Linked DNA regions of Zea mays: region 1 is linked to region 2. The links are chromatin contacts, called in public Hi-C maps. All regions are on one chromosome and are shown on one strand. Each heading gives the region's core, a stretch centred on a gene start, on an enhancer-like site or on the middle of the called end of the contact. The rest is flanking DNA. Distances are from core to core; before and after follow the strand shown.

Evidence for each region. A called contact is a pair of places that touch in the nucleus more often than the background predicts.
Region 1: a contact with region 2 is called in a Hi-C map of leaf, with 2.8 times the contacts expected there. The contact joins the enhancer-like site here to the promoter of LOC118476033 in region 2. A contact is called at or near these places in 5 of 25 Hi-C or Micro-C datasets (bundle sheath, ear, endosperm and 2 more).

Annotation. Positions count from the first base shown.
Region 1 is chr1:100,844,236-100,850,486 of Zm-B73-REFERENCE-NAM-5.0, forward strand. TRNAM-CAU (transfer RNA methionine (anticodon CAU)) reads left to right here and starts at 789; the gene lies at 789-877. Within about 2 kb of position 3,921, at least 5 of the 20 cell types and tissues checked have an H3K27ac peak or open chromatin away from gene starts, as enhancers often do. A contact at or near this core is called in bundle sheath and leaf, where this site is marked.
Region 2 is chr1:100,603,187-100,609,403 of Zm-B73-REFERENCE-NAM-5.0, forward strand. LOC118476033 (mitochondrial carnitine/acylcarnitine carrier-like protein) reads left to right here and starts at 1,341. Exons shown (of 3, transcript XM_035964058.1): 1 at 1,341-1,639; 2 at 2,352-2,750; 3 at 4,553-5,675. The coding sequence starts at 2,359. The coding sequence ends at 5,051.

The DNA of each region.
Region 1 (6,251 bases), core at 2,671-5,170, 240 kb after region 2:
TTTAGGGCTCTAGTTTGTTAGCTAGGTTCCACACGTAATTGTAATGATACTCAGATTCTCTTCACAGACAGATTTTCAGAAAATCTGGTCAGAAAAAAACTGAACCAAACAGGCCCATAGCGTTTCCCCTCCCCTGAACGAGAAGCTTGGCTCCAGCGTTCGCGCTAGCTGTTGGCTCAGTTCTAGCCTTCCGTGCTCAGCAGCCTAATCGGTTTGGCCGTACGGTTTTGGGCGTCGGCAAGCCGTCTGTGCGGCTGTTCCCCCGCCTCACATCACATGTGAACAGCAGACTGCATAGGCTTTACTGCTTCTGCTTTTGAAGGTTGCCATGTGCTATGCTATCTGGTTTAGTTCTTGTGTCATCTCAAGGGTTGGCTGAAGGACAGGGTGTCACGGCTTCAGTCGAGGAGCACCACCACGACAACAACGAGAAGAAAATGTTTATCCATGTAACCGAAGATAGCTGTCAACAAACCAATCCATCTACTGTAGCACAGGAATCATGATCTCTAATGGCGACAAGATTTTTTTATATTGCTAGGATTCAAGTGTCTGTTTCATTTGCAAAAAAAAATCTAGAAGGTGAAGTTGCCGCGCCAGCCCGCCTGAGTTTGCAGTGGCAGTGCACAGCGTGCGTCTGTCCTGCAACGTCAGCTGCCGTTGAATTCGTGATGCTGATTCCATTGCAGTGGGGTCTCACTCAGAACCTGCTGCGAATCTGTGTTCCCTTTGTCGTTGTCATGGTGTATACACAACTTTAACTGTACTAAGTTAACAAATACAGCAAAGGGGTGGTGGCGCAGTTGGCTAGCGCGTAGGTCTCATAGCTATCTGATGAGTGATCCTGAGGTCGAGAGTTCGAGCCTCTCTCACCCCAAGTTTTTTGTTTTTTTTGCTGCTCGCTGACTTGATGTGATTTGATTATGAGTAGATGTTGGGACTTCACAAAAAGATATATATTCTGATTAGTTGTGCTCGCCTCGACGACATGATGATATCTTGTCCAGCTGAGCTGATGCGCGTAGCAGAGGAGTCTTTTCTTGCTTCGGTTATTATTTGGGCAAGTTGAAGAGGGGGGCGGGGGCGTCATTGTTCGGAAGACAGCGCCATGTGACGTGAGCGTGCAACTGCCTCCTGGCCTTCTCTCGTCACCTCCAACGCGGCAACGCCACGGCTCCCACAAGAACACGGCACTAGAGATCTCGCCTTTTACGATGAGAGCATATACATGTCCAAACCGGGCGGGTCCGATATGTAGCCCATGGCCCGGCACGCCTTGGCACGGCCCAGGCCCGGCCCAGCATGCAGGCCGCCGTGCCCGTGCCGACCCGGCCCGGTGCGCGTGCCGTGCTTGGGCAGGCGGCCTGGCACGCGGTGCTGGCACGGGCCCAGCCCGGTTAAGGCGATGGCACGGCACTGGCCCGGGTAAAAAACGCGTCCGTCCCCCCGACTCCCCGCGGACACGCGGTCGCATTCTTCAAATTTCAGAACCTGCTGCCTGCTCTGCTCCTTTCTCCTCTCTCGCGTCGCGGGCGACTCGGCTTGAAGATTTAGGGTTAGCGCTTGCTGGGGGTCGGCGCCGGTGGAGAACTCCGGTCTCCGGCCGACGACCGACGGCCCGGCGCTAATCTTCCTCTTCCTCTCTCGGTCCGTCCTATCCTCTTCCTTTCTCGCTCCGCTTGTTCGGTGCACCCGAACCCTAACCCTAAACGGCTAAACCTCGATCTGCGCCAAGCTCGCTCCTCTACCTCTGTCGCATGCCTCGTCGTTGGTGGATCCGGTGCTCCGGTGTTGCAGGTAACCCTAAATCTCGTTCTCTCGGTCCTTTCTTCCTTTCTTGCTCCGTCGCCGTGAGTCGTTTGTGTGTGTGTCGTCTTCCTTTCTCGGTCTCTAGGTGTCGTTTTCCTTTCTCGTTCTCTCGATCCGCCGCCGTGTGAGCCGTCTTCTTTCTCGTTCTCTCGCTCCGCCGCTGTGAGCACGTAACCCTAACCATAAGCTTGATTTGTTCAGGTGTGCGCCTTGTGTGTGCGCCGCGCACCGTGAGGAGCCGGAGAAGCCGACTAAGGCGGTGGCCATGTTCATGGACTCGGCTGACGATGAGCTCAATATCGATGCCGTGGTCGAGGAGCGGCGGCTTGAAGCACATAATGAGGCAGAGGATGCTCGGTGCCTCCTCCTTGGTCCCGCTACCATCGATCTGGACGCCGCCGGGACCCAACCGACCCGAACATACACGGGCTCCACAAGCCCAACGGCCGACGCGAGCACCTCTGTCCCTATGCGTGATAAACCTGTCTTTTCTGGTTATATTGGCCATTTGATACCTGCACCTAGTAGGAATGAGAGTGATTTGAGTACTATCTTTTTGCATCAGCGTTGCGCTTGCCATATTATTAATCTGATTGTTAAAAGTTGTTTGAAACGTTTGCAACCATATCTTGAAGACTTTAGGACAACTATAACATTTTTAAACTCTTCAAATCAAAGAATTGCTTCTTATAAACAGTACTGCATGAGTGTTGGTGTTAGACCACGTAAATTTGGAATAGATATGGATGTTAGGTGGAATTCAACATTCCTGATGCTTAAACATTTAGTTCCTTATCATAGCACTTTTTTGGTGCTATGAAAATTACAGTAATACTGGTACATCTACTGGTTTATTTGAGTTAACTTCTTACCTTGATAGTGACACTGAAACTAAATTTGGGCCTGATTTCAACATTCTTATGTGGTGGCAACGCCACAATCAAACTTACCCTATTCTTTCTATACTAGCTAAAGATGTTATGACTGTCCGTGTTTCTACAATATCTTCAGAATCTACTTTCAGTCTAGCTAGCAGGGTGCTCGAGGAGCGGCGACGACGGTTGACGATAGACATGGTGGAAATGCTCTCATGTATCAAGGATTGGGAGTTGGCTGACCAGCACAAGCAACATACTGTGGAGAAGGAAACCAAAAAACTTGAAGCAACCTTTGAAGATATGTACCTAGATGATGAGCAACGAGTATCACCAGGGAACAAAAGAAAGGAACATGAAGGAGGAGGAGATGCGAGAAAGGAAGCAGCACCAAAGAGTTCCAAAAGCAAACAACCTTAAACTCATTCTCTCTTTCTTGGCCTACCTATTTATGTTCTCTTATTGTAATATGCTCATATGGACTGTGGACTGAACTATGAACCTATAAATAATTTAAGGAGCTGGCTGTACTCTTTTCCTTCCTAGGGTTTTCTCACGAGGTGTGAGTTTTTACCTAGGAAGGTTTTTAATAAGGCAGCATTGTACTAAGGCTCCACAAGTATTTCTGTTAAATTTGATGTATTCTGTGTACATGTATGGTTTAATGTGATATTTTATGTGCATTTCTATTAAATCTGTTATATTATGTATATTTGGTTACTGGGCCCAAGCCTAGCCCGACACTAACGGGCTAAACATGCCCCCGGCCCGGCCCGACCCGTTTAACCTTGGGCGTGCCGTGCCTGGGCAGCACAAATGGCCCACGTGCCAGCCCGGCCCGGCCCGTATAACTGGCGTGCCGTGCCTGGGCACGACTGAGTCGGGCCGTGCCCAGTCGTACCCGTGCCGGGCTGGCCCAGCACGTCCATTTGGACATGTATATGAGAGCACTGAGCACAGTTGCTAGCCAATTTGAGCGCACAAACTTTTATGTTCGTCGATCGTTGCCGGTCCAGGGACCACCGCTATTTTTTCTCCTTCTCTTTCGGTGAACACGTAGACTCGGAGTGAAGTGATCCATGATGCATGTATTTTCCACCACCTTTTTTGCTTTTTAATTTTAGCTGTGGCTGCAACACAAAGCAGCTGGAGGAATCTAAACCAGTGGGTGACCGGGTTGAAGAATCGGAAAGAAAGAAATAAAGGAAGGAAGTGCATGCGAAGACACCGCTGGTTGCTCGCAAGTGTCTCGACTCTCGACCATTCGCTCTTCCCGCGCCTTCGCTGTCTGAACTGAACCTTCCTTTGCTTTACATTAAAAAATCGCAAGATATGGCTTCTAGAAGGGGAATGGGCGCGGTGGTCTTCGGAACAGACGGATTATTTTACAGGAAACTGTTTGATTTTATTCGCCACGGATTGGAAAGAAAAAAAAGAAAGGGAGGAGATACTGCCATCGGAAGTGGTATTTTTATAAGCAGAAGAAACACTTTGAAGCGTAATTACTCCTCTTTTCAGTACAGGTAAAGCCCTATCCGGCAGCAGGTCTATGAGCATGCCAAGCTGGAGCGAAGTACAGAGAAAATGCATACAAGATGAGTAAAAATACACTCGAATCACATCACGCTGATCCATATATATATGTACTGCCATACTGGTTGCGAACCGACTATCGGATTCCCAACCCATACTAGGTATCAGGGGCTAAAGACCCTAATCTTTAGTCCCGGTTGTAATGCTCGGTGCTAAAGGATCCGTCTTTAATATAAATTCTAGGCTTGAATCTAGGGACAAAGCTAGCTTAAAACCTACCCTGGTGCACACTATCAAACACAAAGTAAAACATAGTTTAAAAAGAAATACATAACAGATTTTTTGGAAAGCGAGGTTCGGGAGACTATCTTTTCAATGAACCACAATAAGGCTCCGGGCCCTGATGGGTTTCCGGTTGAATCCTATCAACAGTTCTAGGAAACTGTCAATGATGATTTAATGCAAATGTTTACGGATTTAGCCAAGGGATATCTCCCCCTGTTTAGCCTCAATTTTGGAAAAATTAGCCTCATTCCTAAGGTTCAGGTGGCAAATGTTATTCAACAGTATAGGCCAATCTGTCTTCAGAATGTGAGCTATAAAATCTTCACCAAGGTGGCCACCAACAAGTTAGGATCAGTGGCATATAAGGTTGTTAGCTCGACCTAGTCTGCCTTTATTAAAGGTCGTAATATTTTGGAAGGGGTGGTAATCCTGCACGAAACATCACATGAACTCCATCGGAAAAAACATAATGGAGTAATTTTAAAGCTAGACTTTGAGAAGGCTTATGATAAGGTGTGGTGGCCTTTTCTTTTCCAGGCACTCCGTTTGAAGGGTTTCTCGCCCAAATGGATATCTTGGATTAAAACCTTCATCTCGGGTGGAAGTGTAGCGATGGATGTCAATGATGATGTTGGACACTACTTCCAAACAAAAAAGGGCTCAGACAGGAGACCCTTTGTCCCCTATATTATTCAATATAATGGTGGATTTGCTAAAAGTTCTCATCAGTAGGGCTAAACTGGATGAACAGTTCGAGGGACTAATTCCGCACCTTGTGGATGGCAGACTCTCAATACTCCAGTATGTAGATGACACTATACTCTTTATGGACCATGACATAGACAAAGCGTGCAATATGAAGCTGCTTCTATTTGCATTTGAACAAGCTTCAGGTCTAAAAATCAATTTCCACAAGAGTGAGGTTTTCTTTGTTTCGGGGCTGCCTAAGAGAAATTATAACACTATATAGAACTCTTTGGATGTAAGCCAGAGAAACTCTCCATCAGCTACCTTTGTATTCCAATCCATTTCAGAAAATTAAGAATTAGGGATTAGGCTAAAGTTGAAGAGCGCTTTGAAAAGAGCCTTAGCAGCTGGAAAGGGAAACACCTGTCTATCGGAGGACGCTTGACCTTGATTAGTTCAGTACTCAGCAGCTTACCGATGTATATGATGTCCTTCTTCCACCTTCCTAAAGGAGTCCTTAGGAAGCTCAACTATTTCCACTCAAGATTCTTTTGGCAGGGGAATGATAACAAAAGGAAATATAGACTTGTCAAATGGGATATTCTGTGTCAAACTAAGGATCAAGGGGCCTTGGAATCCTAGAGTTGAATACGACGAATACTGCCCTCCTTAGTAAATGGATATACAAACTACTCACCGCTGATGGAATATGGCAACAACTTCTCCGCAATAAATATGTAGGCTCAAAACCTTTGTCTCAGGTTGAGTGGAAACTTGGGGATTCCCACTTCTGGTGTGGCTTAATGAAAGTAAAGCCAACTTTTTTTTGCTATGGATCCTTTCTCCTAAAAGATGGATCACAGGTAAGGTTCTGCGAGGATACATGGCTCGATGGGTCCTCTTTAAGAGACCAATATCCAAGCCTGTATAACATTGTGAGACATAAATCCATAACTATAGCAAAAGTAATGAGTGTATTCCCTCCTACCTTTTCCTGGCGGTGTCGGTGTTTCGACCCCAGGGGGTCCCTGGACCGACGAGTAAATTGTCGTTGCGTGTCCC
Region 2 (6,217 bases), core at 91-2,590:
AGGAATTCCCCACGGAAATTTGGGATTGGGGCCATTGCCATATCTAGTTGTGTGCGGCAGCGCTCCGTCTAGAGATGGCAACGGGTACAAACCCGCTGGGTTTTGCCGTCCCAAACCCGTACCCGTGAAAAATATCTATGCCCATTAAAAAACCCGTACCCATGACGGGTTTGAGATTTTGCCCAAACCCGTACCCATCGGGTTAACGGGTACCCATGGGTTACCCGCGGGTTTCATCTCCAATATACTTGTTCTTCTCATAATCAATAAGTATCGTAATGATTAATGATATCATGATCCAAAATCTATGTAATGAACAACGAGTTCATGATTTGGTATAAAAATTATTAGTAGAGAGAATGAAATACAAATAATAAGTTGTATAATTAAGTGACCTTGCACTAAGTTATCCATCCACCACATATATAACGCTAGTAAAAACTATAATATCAAGCAAGCAACACTCTCACCGACTACTGATACATTCACCAATTGATAAAAATTATGAAGTAAATAAGGAATAACAAGTTTGTTGTTCGTTTATAAAATAAAATGACAATATGCACTAGGTTTGGTCGGGTTTAAAAAACCCACGGGTTCACGGGTTTGGGTACTATAGGAACAAACCCGTACCCATAAACCCGCTGGGTACAGATTTATGCCCATTTACAAACCCATGGGTATGAAAATTGACCCAAACCCGTACCCTAATGGGGTAAAAACCCATCGGGTTTCGGGTTTCGGGTACCCATTGCCATCTCTAGCTCCGTCACAATACAAGAAGCAAGAGTTTGTTTGAGGGCATGTACAACCAACGTAAGTAAATACCCCGTATCTTAAGTGATGTCAAGGGAGTAAGTGCAAAAAAACCTAAGAGACGACATCTTAGTGAAGGAACTGTCTCTAACACGTTTCTCTAAGTTTGATATGATTCTACACATACAAATCATATAAATGAGTGGTATCTTGAGAGATTCTAGTGAATAAGATATAAGATTTAGATATATTAAGTCGTACGAAGAGGTTTCTTAGTTATATGTACTTAAATACATTGATCGTATGAAGATGTTTCTTAGATGTATCTAGTGCTTAGAAATAAAATATAATATATAGGTTCGAGTTTCGTGAGCTGAGACATGAGGGCACAGAGGATATGAACGTAGGCCATGTTCCTGTCCGCATCCATCCACCGATCCACCCACCAACCCCCGGATCAGAGGTCCGTGCCATTCCAAACGTTTACGAAACGTGTTGGATTGGTTGCATCGCTGGTAGTTGAAGGTGAAGTGCCTCTAGACTGTCGTAGCAGTAGGTCAGTAGCTGACCATGGCAGCCTACCCTATATACTCCGGCTCGCCCACCCACCCGGCAACCCGCCGCCCGCGGAACAGCCCCCGTGACCGTGAACCAACCAGTTGTCCAGTTCCGCTCCGGCACTCCACCCACCCACCCAGCCACCCCACGCCCGCGAGCGACCAACTCCCCTCTCGAACGGTTCGGGCCTTTGCAGTCGACAGATCGATCAATCAGCACCGACCACTCGCGACCCGATTCGAATCGAGCCAGAGTCCCAGGCAGCGGCGGCGGCGGCGCCCGCCTCCAAGACCACCTCCACCCGGACCCCAGCCCCAACCCCAAGGTGAGCCGCCCCCTCCGCGGCTGCCCTCCTCGTCTCGCTGCATTGCTCATCGTCATCGGGTTGCTTTGTTAGGTCTCCCTCTCGTACCGTTCCCCGCTCTGCGCGCGCTCGTGCGTCATATCTGGCCTGCGATTCATTTCACGGCGCCGTGTGCCTCTAATATGGCTGGCGTCTGTGCCTCTTTGGTGAGGTTTTCGACTCCGTGGCTTTGCCTTCCCTCTAGAGACAGCGGGTGGTGTCTTCAGCCCTGATGGCACCATGTCATGTGCGCGATTGGATCATGGGGATTCTGATGGTTCACAGCGCTTCTTCACCTTCTCCGTCAAGGGTTCTGTATGTTGCAAACCACGGTGTGGTTCTCTTTGACATGTCCATTGACGACTGCCATACTGTGCATTTCTGATAGCTTTGCGCAGCTTACCTGTCTTATTGCAAAATAACCAGTAGTACCATTGGCGGAAGCAGGCCCCCCCCCCCCCCCCCCCCCCCACCCCCCCCCCCCCCCCCCCCCCCCCCCCTCTTCCCTGTCCCCCTTCCCCGTCAAATTGGTTGTTGGTACTTTGCTTTTCTGGCTCATTCTAAATTTTCATCCAGACCAGACAACCCGGTGTTTGATACAAAATTTGCTGTGAACCTTTACTTGCATCGAGAAAAGTAAGTCGCTTGTAGTTTTCTCATAGTTCATTGCAAATCGAACTGTATTTCGTTGCAGTTAACAGATGGGGGACGTTGCGAAGGACTTGACGGCTGGGACCGTGGGAGGGGCTGCCAACCTCATCGTCGGGCACCCGTTCGACACCATCAAGGTCAAGCTCCAGAGCCAGCCCACCCCTGCTCCCGGACAGCTCCCCAAGTACGCCGGCGCCATCGATGCTGTGAAGCAGACGGTCGCGGCTGAAGGTCCGAGGGGCCTATACAAGGGGATGGGGGCACCTCTGGCCACCGTAGCGGCCTTCAACGCTGTCTTGTTCAGTGTCAGGGGGCAGATGGAGGCGTTTCTCAGGTCAGAGCCTGGTGTGCCGCTGACAGTGAAGCAGCAGGTTGTTGCGGGCGCCGGTGCTGGAATCGCAGTCTCCTTCTTGGCTTGTCCAACAGAACTGATCAAGTGCAGGTCAGTGAGAGTCGGGCCAATTTTTCATCATTACATTTTTTCCACTTGAATTTTGGATATTAATTAGGTGGCCTTTTACATGCTAACTTGGAACCCATGTGGTGAAGAGATGTTAGTCATCATGCATGTCAGATACTGAATTGTCTTACTTGCATAATCAGATATTGGCCCCGTTTGTTTGGGATTTTTTCAGCTTCTGGCCACCAAAAGCTGCTGCGGACTGCCAAACACCACAGCTTTTCAGCCCGCTTCTATAAGAATCATTTTGGTAAAAACGTCTAAAATCAACATGAATACAAAATCGGTTGAGTCGTCGCGATAGTAGGAATTCATCGCTTTCTAGATCCTGAAACATTTGAACCACTTCATCTTCCTCCGCACGTAATCCCACGATACTCAGATTTTTCTCACAGCCAGATTCTCTCCACAACCGGATTTTCAGAAAAGCTGATCAGAAAAAAGCTGAACCAAACAGGCCCATTAGATTTTTGCTACAATATCCTCCATTTAAGCAAGCCTATAAAGAATTTCCCATGTTGCTTAAGACCGAACAACTGAATCATATCCTTTGTATTTTTGTGATCCTGAACAAATATACTCAATCATATCCTTACATTGCTTATCTATTCAGCTCAGAAATGTAAGTTCCTGCAAAACAAATTCATGTCGAATACATGATGATATTTGTCCTATGTAAAATGCGCTTTCCTTCATATGCTACACATTGTGCGCTGTATGGTACTAAATTGCTATGCATTTCAGTGTTCCTTAATTTAGCTCACTTACATCATATTGTGGTTCTTTGCGTTAGCAATTTAGCATAAACATCTGCTGTCAGTAATACGCTAATCCAAATGCCATAAGATTGAACCATGAAAAAAAACATGTGTCTAGTGCGAACACAAACTAAAATAATTTATGCTCTTTTTTTTGGGTATGCAAATAAAGTTCCCACTAGTCAGACTCATGTAAAATGCATGGTGATTCAAATTATACTTCAGGGAGTTGCTCTGCCATATTTTGTGCGATTTGTCTCCTGAAATCTTTACAGAAAATGCAGTGCTAGAAATCGTCATGCTCTGAATTACATGCATGGGTTATGCTATCACCTGTTTTGCATGTTACATTCTTTGAGAAATCTTTTAAAACAGCACTGTTTTCCATATCCTACCTGTTACCATGCTAAGGCATTTTTCTCATTTCTACTCTTTACTTGAGTGTCTAGCTGGAATCAGTGTGGTTAAGTCCTGATATTTGTTCTTTATGGACTGTGCATTCCTGCAGATGTTAGAAATCATACATGTAAGATACTATTTGCCATGCATTCCAGGTGCTTGCGCTGTTCATGTCACTTGCAACATGTCATGACTAAAACTGCACTAGATTAAGGGGGTGTTTGGTTTCTAGGGACTAATTTTTAGTCCCTCAATTTTATTCCATTTTAGTCACTAAATTGTTAAATACGGAAACTAAAACTCTATTTTAGTTTTCATATTTGACAATTTAGGTATTAAAATGGAGGGACTAAAAATTAGTCCCTAGAATACCAAACACTCCTTAATGCTATAGTGTCCTCCATGTGAGTAAGCTTGCTAGCATAAAATTCCTGCAATACTTGTAGCGCTATTTACCAAATGCCATAAAAATGGCTGCTGCAAACTTATTTTGTGCCAATATTAAAACAGTTTTTTTCCTGTTCGCAAAGGATTTCCTATAAGCTGTACTAATGTAAAACGGACTTGTAGCCATCTATTGTGCATTCCACTATACTGCTTCTAATATATCCCTTCCTTTCTTTACAGGTTGCAAGCCCAGAGTTCCTTAGCCGAGGCAGCCACCGCTTCTGGTGTGGCTCTTCCCAAAGGTCCGATCGACGTGGCGAAGCATGTTGTCCGGGACGCCGGCGCCAAAGGTCTCTTCAAGGGCCTGGTCCCGACGATGGGACGCGAGGTCCCTGGCAACGCACTGATGTTCGGCGTGTACGAAGCCACGAAGCAGTACCTGGCCGGCGGCCCGGACACGTCGGGCCTCGGCAGGGGCTCCCAGGTCCTGGCGGGCGGCCTCGCCGGCGCCGCCTTCTGGCTGTCCGTGTACCCGACGGACGTGGTGAAGAGCGTGATCCAGGTGGACGATTACAAGAAGCCCAAGTACTCCGGGTCCCTCGACGCGCTGAGGAAGATCGTGGCGGCTGATGGGGTGAAGGGCCTGTACAAGGGGTTCGGACCCGCCATGGCACGCAGCGTTCCAGCCAATGCCGCGACATTCGTGGCCTACGAGATCACGAGATCGGCGCTTGGTTGATTTGATTGGTGCTGGCCTTTGCCATGGCCCTTTGCAGTTTATTCATTCTCCTTGCGCGGCTGGAGCAACGCGAACAATGCGAGACAATTTTAGGGAGGAAAGAGAGAGAGAAACTTTTCACTTCAATGATGAGATTCTTTAATGAAGCAAAGCTTACTAAAAGTTTGTTCATGTGGAGCCACAGAGTGAGTGGTTGGTGACAGATAAGTAATACTGGCCTTGTCGTAATGGTTGGTTGGCCTGGACTAGAGTGGGCATCCGACGGTGATCCGATGGCGCGCGAGTCCGACTGGTGGTGCTTGTGATGGTGAGCTGTGTGGCCCATGGTTTTGTTGGCGTCTGGTGGTGGGTGGCCCTCGTCAGCTCGCATTCGGCATTCCCTTTTGCCCCCACAATCCCACGTTCGCCTTGCCTCCTTTTTCTTCTTGGCCTAAATTTTATTCTTTTTCTCTCTCACACACACAAATATATCAGTATACCGTTCTCCTTTTATTAGTGCCAGTATGTAATGGCATGTTCGGCTGCCTTTCTAGCAGATTTTTATTTTAGTCTTTTTTCTAAAACTGTTATTGTTGTTACTTGACTTCAATTATCAAAAATCAAGGCAATATAAGTTAAATATTAGGACCTTCGTTCTTTGGTTTAACACTTTTTCAAAGTGTTAACGAGAAGCAACATTGCATAGTATAATATGATAGTCATCTTGTGTGCCTTAACATTTTTATGTTATCTTTCTTTAAATCAAGTAGGTTTACAAGCATACTTTCAGCTCTTGAACACTAGGTGGCACGAAGGTTCTTCGAAGGCTAAACAACTCAAAGTATGGCTCTCGAAAAGGTGGATTTATACAGAGCAATGTTCATCTATTTATAGGGAAGATAAACAGTTTCATGAAAAATTACAAACATGCCCATAAAGTTTACACACATGTTTTACAAATGACACAGGGACGTTGATGACTTTTCTCTTTCTTTCTTGTTGCTCAAGTCTTGAACTTGGTATCTTTGCGTCCGAAGTCTCACTCGTGTCGAAGCTAGCGGCTTCGGCTCGCTCCTTCGCCGTTTGCACACTTGGTTGAAGCTTTTCTTTACGTCGCTTCAGCTTTTCTTGGTAGTGTCCCGACCGAAGGTTAGCTTCGTTCGTTGTTAGACATGTACCTGAAACAC